Regions from separate parts of the Bos taurus genome. Here region 2 is linked to region 1. A link is a contact called in public Hi-C data. All regions are on one chromosome and are shown on one strand. The core of a region is the stretch at or near the end of the contact, and the rest is flanking DNA. Distances in the headings are between cores, read along the strand shown.

The links. A called contact is a pair of places that touch in the nucleus more often than the background predicts.
Region 2: a Hi-C map of liver shows a contact between it and region 1, with 2.1 times the contacts expected there. The contact joins two enhancer-like sites. A contact is called at or near these places in 2 of 11 Hi-C or Micro-C datasets (8-cell embryo and liver).

What each region holds. Positions count from the first base shown.
Region 1 is chr8:7,943,155-7,948,535 of ARS-UCD2.0, reverse strand. No RefSeq gene overlaps it. Among named protein-coding and RNA genes, the nearest start is that of TDH, 26 kb to the left of the region's middle. Within about 2 kb of position 3,360, at least 3 of the 102 cell types and tissues checked have an H3K27ac peak or open chromatin away from gene starts, as enhancers often do. A contact at or near this core is called in liver, where this site is marked.
Region 2 is chr8:8,085,362-8,090,742 of ARS-UCD2.0, reverse strand. It overlaps a transcript of MTMR9 not described here. Among named protein-coding and RNA genes, the nearest start is that of MTMR9, 24 kb to the right of the region's middle. Within about 2 kb of position 2,767, at least 2 of the 102 cell types and tissues checked have an H3K27ac peak or open chromatin away from gene starts, as enhancers often do. A contact at or near this core is called in liver, where this site is marked.

The sequences.
Region 1 (5,381 bases), core at 2,111-4,610:
AGCTTGAGTAAACTCCAGGAGTTGGTGATGGACAGGGAGGCCTGGCATGCTGCAGTCCATGGGATCGCAAAGAGTTAGACACGACTGAGCAACTGAACTGAACTGAATCAATAAAATGGGAGATGTGACTGGGGACACATCATAGCAGGCTGACTTCATCATAGCACAACAGATACTCTCTGCTTGCCAAGACACTAAATAAAAGTGATGTGGCTCTGAGGAACAGGGCTCTTGATCCAAGAGGTCTGAGTCCTCTGGTCCTATCTTTAAAACTTTAATTCTGTCTCTAGTTTTTTTTCCCCCAAACTGTGCATCAACCACTCTTGATCCCTACCTGCTGTGCTGGCTGCAGCACAAGGGAAGCCCAAGAATACTGGAGTGGGTAGCCTATCCCTTCTCCAGGGGATCTTCCCAACCCAGGAATCAAACCAGGGTCTCCTGCATTGCAGGTGGATTCTTTACCAACTGAGCTATCAGGGAAACCCCGCACAGATAAAAGCATGGCTACGACTCCATGTTCCCAATGCAGGGGCTGTCCATCCCTGGTCAGGGAACTAGATCCCTGATGCCTCAACGAAAGATCCCATGTGCTGCAACTAAAACCTAGCACAGCTAGATTAATTAATTAATTAATTAAAGAAAAACAAAAACCAGTGCCTATGGCAGAACAGGTGCCCTGTTATTAGTTCTCATGAAGTCTGATGCTCACCTGCCTCCCCATGAAGCCAGGAGAACTCTGAGGGAAAGACCCAAGAATGGCATTTCGCTTTCTCCTTTCCTGGAACCTGACACAGGCAGGATGAAAAGGACACAGTCAGAACCCCGGAAGCTCACCCCTGCTTGAAGCCAGATGCAGCAGAGACCCGGAAACGGGATGTGTTTCTTCCTGCTCTGGTGACAGGGTGCTGGGCTCTCATCCATGCAGCCATCTGGAAACCTGTCGATCCGGTTACTGCTCACTGAACATTTTCACCTTTGTGTGATTTGTCGCTCAGTCGTGTCCGACTCTTTGCAACCCCATGGACTGTAGCCCACCAGGCTCCTTTGTCCATGGGGATTTTTCCAGGCAAGAACACTGGAGTGGGTTGCCTTGCCCTTCTCCAGGGGATCTTCCCAACCCAGGGATGGAACCCAGGTACCCAGCATCGCAGGTGGATTCTTTATCATCTGTGCCACCAGGGAAGCCCAAGAATACTGGAGTGGGTAGCCTATCCCTTCTCCAGGAGATCTTCCTGATCCAGGAATTGAACCGGGGTCTCCTGCATTGTAGGCATATTCTTCACCAGCTGATCTACAAGGAAAGCTTTGGCCTTTTGCTGATACCCTGTCCAACTCCACTGCCTGGAAACACCTGACTTACCTTTAACGCTGCAGGAATCAAGGCACCAGGATCCCTTAGTAAAGGGGGATAAACCTCCCTTTTCCTCCCACATCCTGTAGCAGCTGGCATAGTGCAGAGCCTGAGCTGCAGGTGTGGCTGAGGAACCCCATATGAAGGGGACTGTGGGTCTTAGGAGAACCCAGCCACCAGTCTGAGGGATCTGGATTGGGGAGAGCCCTGCAGCAGGAGGCGAGGCAGGTGATGAAGGGCTGGGATTGAGGCATGCTGGAAAGAGACGGGAACATCCAGGAAAAGGAGAGGGAACCCAGGCGAAGTCCTCCAGGTCTGTCCCCAGAATCTGGGACCTGTACGACGGCATCCTTGGAGCCATCCAGGACAGGGAGGCCTTTAGGCAATAACCTGATAAAACACCTAAGGAGGATCAGCTAGATGGAGGAGACACACGAGGCAGGGTGTAGGGAGGGTGCAGAGCTGTCATGCCCTCCCTGGGTGTGCCACCCCCCAGATGCTCCCTGGACCCCTTCAGTCAGGGTTTGAGTGTGAGTGTGAGTGAAAGTGAAAGTGAACGTGTTAGTCACTCAGTCATGTCTGACTCTTTGCGATCCCATGGACTGTAGCCCGCCAGGCTCCTCTGTCCATGGGATTCTTCAGGCAAGAATACTGGAGTGGGTTGCCATGCCCTCCTCCAGGGGATCTTCCTGACCCAGGGATTGATTAAATAGGGATCAAAAAACAAACTCTCAGCTGCACATAAATGCTACATTTTTCAGAGTAGAAGGTGCTGGCTGTCATCAGATTCTCAAAGGGTCCTTCTCCAACACAACGGATAAAGAACCATCATGTGAGGGATCCTCGTGTATGAATTTGGAGGAAAATGCAGACAACTCACGTTAGGGGGCACATCTGGGGGGCTAGGCTGGCCATCTCCCCCGACCCCCTGCCACTGGGCCCTGGGTACCAGGCCACAGCCGGACAGTCGTCCACAGCCCCAGCTGTGGTCGGCCAGGACAAAGCACGGTAGGTCGTGTGCCCGTGCCTGGCACAGTTCCCAGGCCCCACTTAGCTTATCAGCCTCTCTGCCCTTGCCTTGAGGCTCAGACCTTGTGAGCTGATAGCATCCTCTCCTCCTGCCAGAGTCAACACTGCCTATGAAGCTGGTGGCGCTCCCAGAGAGGGGGCTGGATGTGGTCTTGTCGCCGAGGTGCCGGGTGTGTTTGGCCTCATCTCAACAGGCCCCTTTGGCTTCTCTCCTCATCTCCCTGCTCCCGAGGTCCTGTAGTGCTTATGTGGGTCAATGGATCCAAGGGTGACAATTCCTCCCTGTCTAGGGTCCCCTGGGGGGTCTGTTGTCAAGATCCACCGTTTTCAAATCTCGGCCCCTTGGACATTTTGTCTCACTGGTGGGAACCCTGGTAGAGCCTGTGCTTGCAGACACCAGAGCCGTGTGCAGGGGAGCAGCATCCCGGGGCAGGCAGCTCTGAACCTGTGTTTAGCAAATGTCTCCAGCTTGTGATGGGACATAGTGGAGAGGGGATGGTGATCAGTCGAGTACCTGCGGGCTCAGGAATTCTATGTGCTGTCAAAGCAGCCAAGGCCTCCAACTCCGTGCCAGCACCGTGTCATACAATAGCGATTTGCTAAGATGCCATGCCAGCGTTCCTGCTGTGTAACCCTGGAAGAAAGAAGCAAGTTCTGCACGTGGTTAAGACTCAGAAGGCATCTGCCAAGAAGTATGGACTGTGCATTGGGGAAATCGGGTCAGGTTGCCTGAGCCAGTTATTACAGGAGTAGTTTATGGCAAAAATCGTAGCTAAGGAACTTAGAAACATGAAAAACCCTGACTTCTCATTCTTTGTGCAGTTAATTTCACAAGTGGGAAGGAGGGAAGCTATGCTGGTTGTTGTTGGGAAATGAGAACAAATAACCAGGTCGGAAACGGTGGCACCAGTATTGGGGGTGGATGCGACCCAGCAACCTCGGGTCAGATCGAACAGAGAGTGGGGGTTACCAGTTCCTCACCTCTGATCAGAGAGCAACCTGAACCCTGAACTCATCTCCAAGTATGCCTGTGAACAAAAACACCCCAGCGGGGCATCAGTAGAAAGTGTGGGAAAGGCGCACCCTGGAAGGGCAGGCTGAAAGTCTCCCCAAGGGCTTTTCACTGGGTGCTGGTTCATAGACGGCCGTCTTCTCACTGTGTCCTCATGCAGTGGAGGCAAGGGGTCCCTTGAGGGGGTCTCTTTTATAAGGACACTAATTCCCCTCTCTGATGGCTCATCCTCTTAACCTAATCACCTCCCAGAGGCCCCATCTCCTCATCCCATCACAACCTGGATTAGGATTCAACATGAATTTTGGGGACACACAAACATTCAGTCCTTCCAATTTACCTGATGCACCCTTAAACCAGGGAGACCCCAGTGACTCCCTGGGTTACATGTATGCTTGATTCTGCCTGTTCTCCTGTCTTGCTACTCAAAGTGAGGTCTACCGGCTGCAGCACCATCCCTGGGAGCTTGTTAGAAATGCAGACTCTGAGGTCACAGACCTGTGAGTTTTAATTAGAATTAACAGGAACCCAGGCAACTCTCAGGCACACGGACATTTTGGAGAAATGCTGGTAAGCTTGATCCCAGAAAAGGTGTGGCCAAGGGAGACACACAGTTGTGGTTGCAAATCCTGACTCCACCCTCCCACCCAGCTGACCCACTGCAGGTTACTCACCTCCTCTGAACCTCAGTGTCCTCGCCTGCAAAATGTGGACAGTCACAGCGCCCAGTTTGTAGGACTGGAAGACGAATTGCATAGGCTGGTGTTTGAGAAGATCCTGGTGTGTAGTGGGTGACTGGTGGGTAAGAATTCTTTTTCTGGAGCTTTCCTCCTGGCAGATTCTTCAGGTATGGAGCTGAGAAAGCAGTGTATTTCTTCAAATGGATGAATTACTCCCAGAAGAATTTATGCTTTTGAACTGAGGTGTTGGAGAAGACTCTTGAGAGTCCCTTGGACAGCAAGGAGCTCAAACCAGTCAATCCTAAAGGAAATCAACCCTGAATTTGGAAGGACTGATGCTGAAGCTGAAGCTCCAATACTTTGGCCACCTGATGCGAAGAGCCTACTTATTGGAAAAGACCCTGATACTGGGAAAGATTGGGGGCAGGAGGAGAAGGGGGTGACAAAGGATGAGATGGTTGGATGGCATCACTGACTCAACAGACATGAGTTTGCACAAACTCAGGGAGATAGTGAAGGACAAGGAAGCCTGGCGTGCTGCAGTCTATGGGGTCACAAAGATTTGGACGCGACTGAGTGACTAAACAACAACACTGGTGCAAGATATTGCTTTGGATCATTTACAGAACCTCTCACCTGGGATTGTGCCCAGGGAGCACCCTCGTGCACTGGGATGAGGTTGACAAGTGTCGGGAGGGCGCTCCCTGCGGTGGGGAAGGAGATCCACCCCCTCTGACTGCCCGTGACCACGTGGCAAGCGGTGGCCCAGCCCCTCAGAAACCCAGTGGCTGATCAGATCTGTCCAGGCGCAGCCTGACACCCATGGCAGCTCAGCTCCACATCTCACAGACTTGGGAGAAAGGAGCAGAGGGGCAGGTTCACATCAGCCATTTTAGGAGCTTGGCTGGAAAGGGAGAGAGATCTGTGATAGTTGAGAATCAAAGGATTTTTAAGAAAGATGAGAACTGAAATGTTATGCGGGTAGGGGTAACTAAACTAGCATTTATTCAGCACCTGATATTGTTTCTATAGCTTTACTTTTAATTTATTTTTTTATTAATTCTTTTTTTAATATAAATTTATTTATTTTAATTGGAGGCTAATTACTTTACAATATTGTATTGGTTTTTACCATACATTGATGTGAATCTGCCACAGGTGTACACGTGTTCCCCATCCCTCTGGGTCATTCCAGTCCACCAGCCCCATGCATCCTGTATCATGCATCGAACCTGGACTGGCGATTCGTTTCACATATGATAATACACATGTTTCAATGCCATTCTCCCAAACTATCCCACCCTCGCCC
Region 2 (5,381 bases), core at 1,518-4,017, 140 kb before region 1:
ACTGGAATCAAGATTGCTGGGAGAAATATCAATAATATCAGATATGCAGATGACACCACCCTTATGGCAGAAAGCTAAGAACTAAAGAGCTTCTTGATGAAAGTGAAAGAAGAGAGTGAAAAAGTTGGCTTAAAACTTAACATTTAAAAAACTAAGACTGTGGCATCCTGTCCCACACTTCATGGGAAATAGATGGGGAAACAATGGAAACAGTGACAGACTTTATTTTCTTGGGCTGCAAAATCACTATGGATGGTGACTGCAGCCATGAAATTAAAAGAAGCTTGCTCCTTGGAAGAAAAGCTGTGACCAACGTAGACAACATATTAAAAAGTAGAGAGTATCTAGTCAAAGCTATGGTTTTTCCAGTCGTCATGTATGGATGTGAGAGTTGGACTATAAAAAAAGCTGAGCGCCAAAGAATTGATGCTTTTGAAAAGTGGTGTTGGAGAAGAGTCTTGAGAGTCCCTTGGACTGCAAGGAGATCCAACCAGTCCATCCTAAAGGAGATCAGTCCTGGATGTTCATTGGTAGGACTGACACTGAAGCTGAATCTCCAATACTTTGTCTACCAGATGTGAAGAGGTGACTCATTGGAAAAGACCCTACTGCTGGGAAAGATTGAAGGCAGGAGAAGAAGGGGATGACAGAGGATGAGATGGTTGGATGGCATCATTGACTCGATGGACATGAGTTTGAGCAAGCTTGGTGTTGGTGATGGACAGGGAGGCCTGGCGTGCTGCAGTCCATGGGGTCGCAAAGAATCAGACAAGACTGAGTGACTGAACTGAACTGACTAAAGAGTGAACACTAATGTAAAATGTGGATTTAGTTGTTAACAATGCTTCAGTATTGGTAATCAACAAATGTACCCCACTAATAAAAGATGTAAATAATAGGGGAAACTTCAGAGTCGGTGTGGATAGGATAAAAGGATTAGGAGGGAGATAAAGAGTCTATTAATTTAAAAAGAGAAACGATCAATTTATTAAGATAAAAACAAAGGTATCAAAAAACAGGAAGTGTCCATTGTCTTGACCTAATATATTTTATAGTAACCAGTCCTGAAGGTAATATTACCACCGTTAGGAATTTGCATAAAGTGGGGAGGATCCAAGACCTAAACGGAGTCTGTACAAATGTTAGCAGACTCTTAGGAGAGGCCAGAGCACACCCCAGGGGATGCGGCAGGCACAGCTCACAGCCATCACCTGTCACTGAGGAGCGCAGGGACAACATCGAGGCTGGCAGCTCACCATCTACCGCAGGATCAGCCGGGCATCGTTCATTCATTCATGCAAAGAGTGGGGTACCGCGCTCCAGGTGGACACCATGCTCCTCACAGGCGCCGCCCTCCCTTATGATGGCCCAGGACTGGTCCAGGACAGGTGCTCTCCCACTGCGGCAGAGAGCTCTGTCTGCAGGCTTTCGGGGCCCATCACATCTTCCTCCCAGAGTCTCTCCACGCCTTGCTCCTGATAGCCTTGTACCCAAACAGTGTTTAAAGGCCAGAGTTATTTAACCCTTTGAAACTCTTATCAAGAACGTTATTAAGCAACGTTTATGATTTTTACTTTCTTTGTGAGTGTCATGAAGTGTCATATGTGTTCATATGGCAGGAATACATAAGCCCAAACCATGTGAACATGAGCTTAGTTTCTTTTTTTTCTTATAAATTAAAATTTTTTTCTTTGGGAAATTTCCAGATACATAGAAATTACTCCCCAGTCTCCTCAGTTGGAACTTAAGGTCTCAGGTCAATTAGGGATCTGTTGACATTAAAAAATACATAATCATGGTTATTATTAAAAACTTACAGGAAATGCAACACTGTAAACCTTATCCAGGCAGAAAAGGTGGGGTGAGTCCATTGGTTTGCATTGGTTTGCAGGATTTTACACAAATCCATTAGTTGTAACTCTCATGAATACTCAGGCTTGTATTTACCGTCTTAAATATACCATGTAAGTAATGATAACCTGACAAGTATAAGAAATTTAGGACATCCTATTCAGTCAAGCTTGTGGTAGGATAATAATTGCATAACTAAGATGTTATATTTAAATTATATTGTACATTATGATAAAATCAGATGTATAAATTTTAAAAAGCAAAATTCATAATTGATTAGTAGTATTAGGTGAATCTGAAATATAGATTTTTATATAACTTTCTTATACTAAATAATATTAAAACTCTTAAAACACAAGCTTAGGCTTCCAGAGGGTTTGATTCAGGAGGCTTGGGGAAGAGCCTGGGGTTTAGCTCAGGAAATCCTAGTGTAAATGTTTTGTCCCCCACAGTTTAAGAAACACCTCCTACAGCCAAGAATGATCTGTTGTTGCTGTCAGGGTCACCCTGAGGGGATGAAGACACGCAGGAGGAGGCTCTCAAACAAAAACAGTCAAAGAGCAGGATGTAGAAAGCAGTCTTGGGACTTCCCCTGGGGCCCAGGGGTTAAGACTCTGCCCTCCCAATGCAAGGGCGCAGGGAGTGTGGGTTTGATCCCTGGTTGAGGAACTAAGATCACACATGCTGTACAATGTGGGAAATAAAAAGGGGGGCAGTGTCTGCGCCTGCAGGGCCGTCGTCCTGCACCTCAGACCTGCCTTCCTAGAGGACCTGCGCAGGTCACCTTGGAGGAGGCGGGCTATCAAAACGCCCTTTCCTGGAATCCATTAAAGGGGAGGGGATCTGTATTTCTCACCATCACAAACCGTTTAAGCTTTCTGAGAACAGTGCTAGGATCAAAAGAGAAGGTGCCCAGCTGAACTGCAAACAGTGCCCTGCTTTCAATTTTGTTAATAGTTGATATGTAGCAGGAGCACATCCTGTACCGGGCACTTTGATTTATTTGTATTTACTTGTGGCTGCGCCCGGTGGCATATGGAATCATAGTTCCCCGACCATGGATGAAACCAGGGCACCCTGCATTGCAAGTGCGAAGTTTTCATGACGGGACCACCAGGGAAGTCCCTGGCCGCTGTTATGTATTTTAAATAATTATGTGATTTTATTTAATCCTCTTGATAGCTCTGGGAGGCCTGTGTTCTTCATTGGATAGGTGGGAACCTGAAGCTCAGAGAGGTTCAGTAAGTTGCCTGAGTTCACACAGGTGCTAAGTGTTGAGGCAGGGTTCCACTTCCTTCTTGCAGCTGACGGCCTGTGGGCCACAGCCTGGCCCACACAGTTGTCCCCAGGGAATACCCTCTGGTAAAGTGACCCAGACTTAGGGGTCCAGGCTCTGCTTAGGCCACGTTCCCCGGCTCCTTTAGTGATTCTCCTGCAGCAGACAGACATGGAAGACTGTGTCCAGGATGAGGCTACCACCGAGATGCGGAGGCTATGAGGGCAAGCTGATGAGCTGTGACCCAAACATGAGACAGATGAGACCTGTGTCACTGTTGCTGAAAACCTGGGCTCTGTGCCCTGGTGCCAAACAGAAGCATGGAGAAAGAGCCTTGGAGGTGGAGAAAAGAGAAGCTTTATCACTTTGCGCAGCAAAGGGGGTCCCGGCAGGCTAATACCCACAAGACCATGCCCTCCTTCCTGGGAACGAGGAAGGGGTCTTGTAGTTTCAGGGTGGGAGATAAGGATCAGGGCTGATGTGGTCTTGCCGTCTGCTTTCCTCAGATGCCGGCTGAGATCATTAGGGCCAGCATCATGTGGCTCCAGAATAGGTTCTGGTGATCCGCAAGGTTGTCGTTTCATGACCTTCTTTCTGGAATGAAGAATGCCCACAAAGGAAAGGGGTGCTAGGAAGCGTTGTCTTGGAGAGGTAAACATCAGGTCATAGTACAACTTTAACCAGAGGGCAGTCATCTTCAGAGTGCAGTTCGGTAAGAAAGAGAGGGGAAAATAACATCTACAGGAGACCAGCTGAATGGGCAGAAGGAATAAGTGCTGAGGAGCGGTTATCATAATGGGGATGCCTCAACTAGTTTATACTACAGCATCACCTAAAGAACCAAGATGGGGGAGTGAGAAGGACCAGAGCTGTCTTTGTTGACCTTTGTCAATTAGTTCTTAATCTTTGTTGTTACACAGGTGGTTGTTGTCTTTTAAATAAAAAAGACCATCTACATTAGTCTGCTAGGACTGCCATAATAAAGTACCGCAAGTAGATTTAAACAACAGCTTATTTCTTCCATAGTTCTGGAGGTTGGAAGTCCAAGGTCAAGTGTTGGAAGGGTTGGTTTCTCCTGAGGCCTCTCTTCTGTGGCTTGTAGACAGCTGCCTTCTCCCTGTGTCTGCACATGGCCCTCCCTTTGCATGTCTGTGTCCAGTTATTCTCTTCTAGTAAAGGCAGCAGCAGCAGTAAAGGCTTTAGCCATATTAAGGACTTCCCTGGCAGTCCAGTGGTTAAGACACTGCACTTCCATTGCAGGGGGCATGGGTTCGATCCCTGATTGGGGAATCTAAGGTCCCACATGCTGTAGGGTGTAGCAAAGAAAGAAAACAAGAAAAAAAAAAAAAGGCTTTAGACATATTGGGTTAGGGCCACTGTAGACTTCACCTGCAATTCAGGAGACCTGTGTTTGATCCCTGGGTTAGGAAGATCCCCAGAGGAGGAAATGTCAACCCACTCCAATATTCTTGCTTGCAAAATCCCATGCACAGAGGCGCCTGGTGGGCTATACTCCATGGGGTCACAAAGAGTCAGACATGACTGAGAGACTAACACTTTTCAAAGACTTTGTTTAACTTTAATCATCTCTTAAAACTTTAATCACCTACAAACAGTCACATTCTGAGGTCCTGGGGTTTAAAACGTCAAAACATGAATTTTGGGGGACACAGTTCAGTGATCAGGTCTCTGGGTTTGTTGGTAATTATCAAGTTAGGAGGGTATCCCCCCACAGACTGAGAGATGGGGACCTCTCCTTCCTGAGGATTGCATTTCAAAGGAGTGGCTTGCAGGTCCTTGAGAAAGACACTCCTGAGTTGTAGGAGATATATATATATATCTCTCTCTCAAAGGGACAGAGGAAGGATTCACAACTGTAGGCCCTTTTTAGGAAATGTTCTGTAAGGTCAGGTCAGGACCTGTCATCAGGTTTCAGGCAGAACAAACACTAAATTCTTTTTAGGCTTGAGGTTTTTTAGGCAAGAGCTTTAAGGTGAATAGAGTCATCTTAGGGCTGTGGCCTTGAGCTGTTAGAAATCCAGTTAGTGTTGGGACCTCTCTGGTGGTCCAGTGGCTAAGACTCTGTGCTCGTAATACATGGAGCACGGGGGTATAGGTTTGATCCCTAGTTGGAGAACTAGGGGTGTCCCTGATAGCTCAGTAGGTAAAGAATCCACCTGCAATGCGGGAGACCTGGGTTCAACCCTTGGGTTGGGAAAGGAGTGTCTCCATTCCCTGGAGAAGGGAAAGGCTA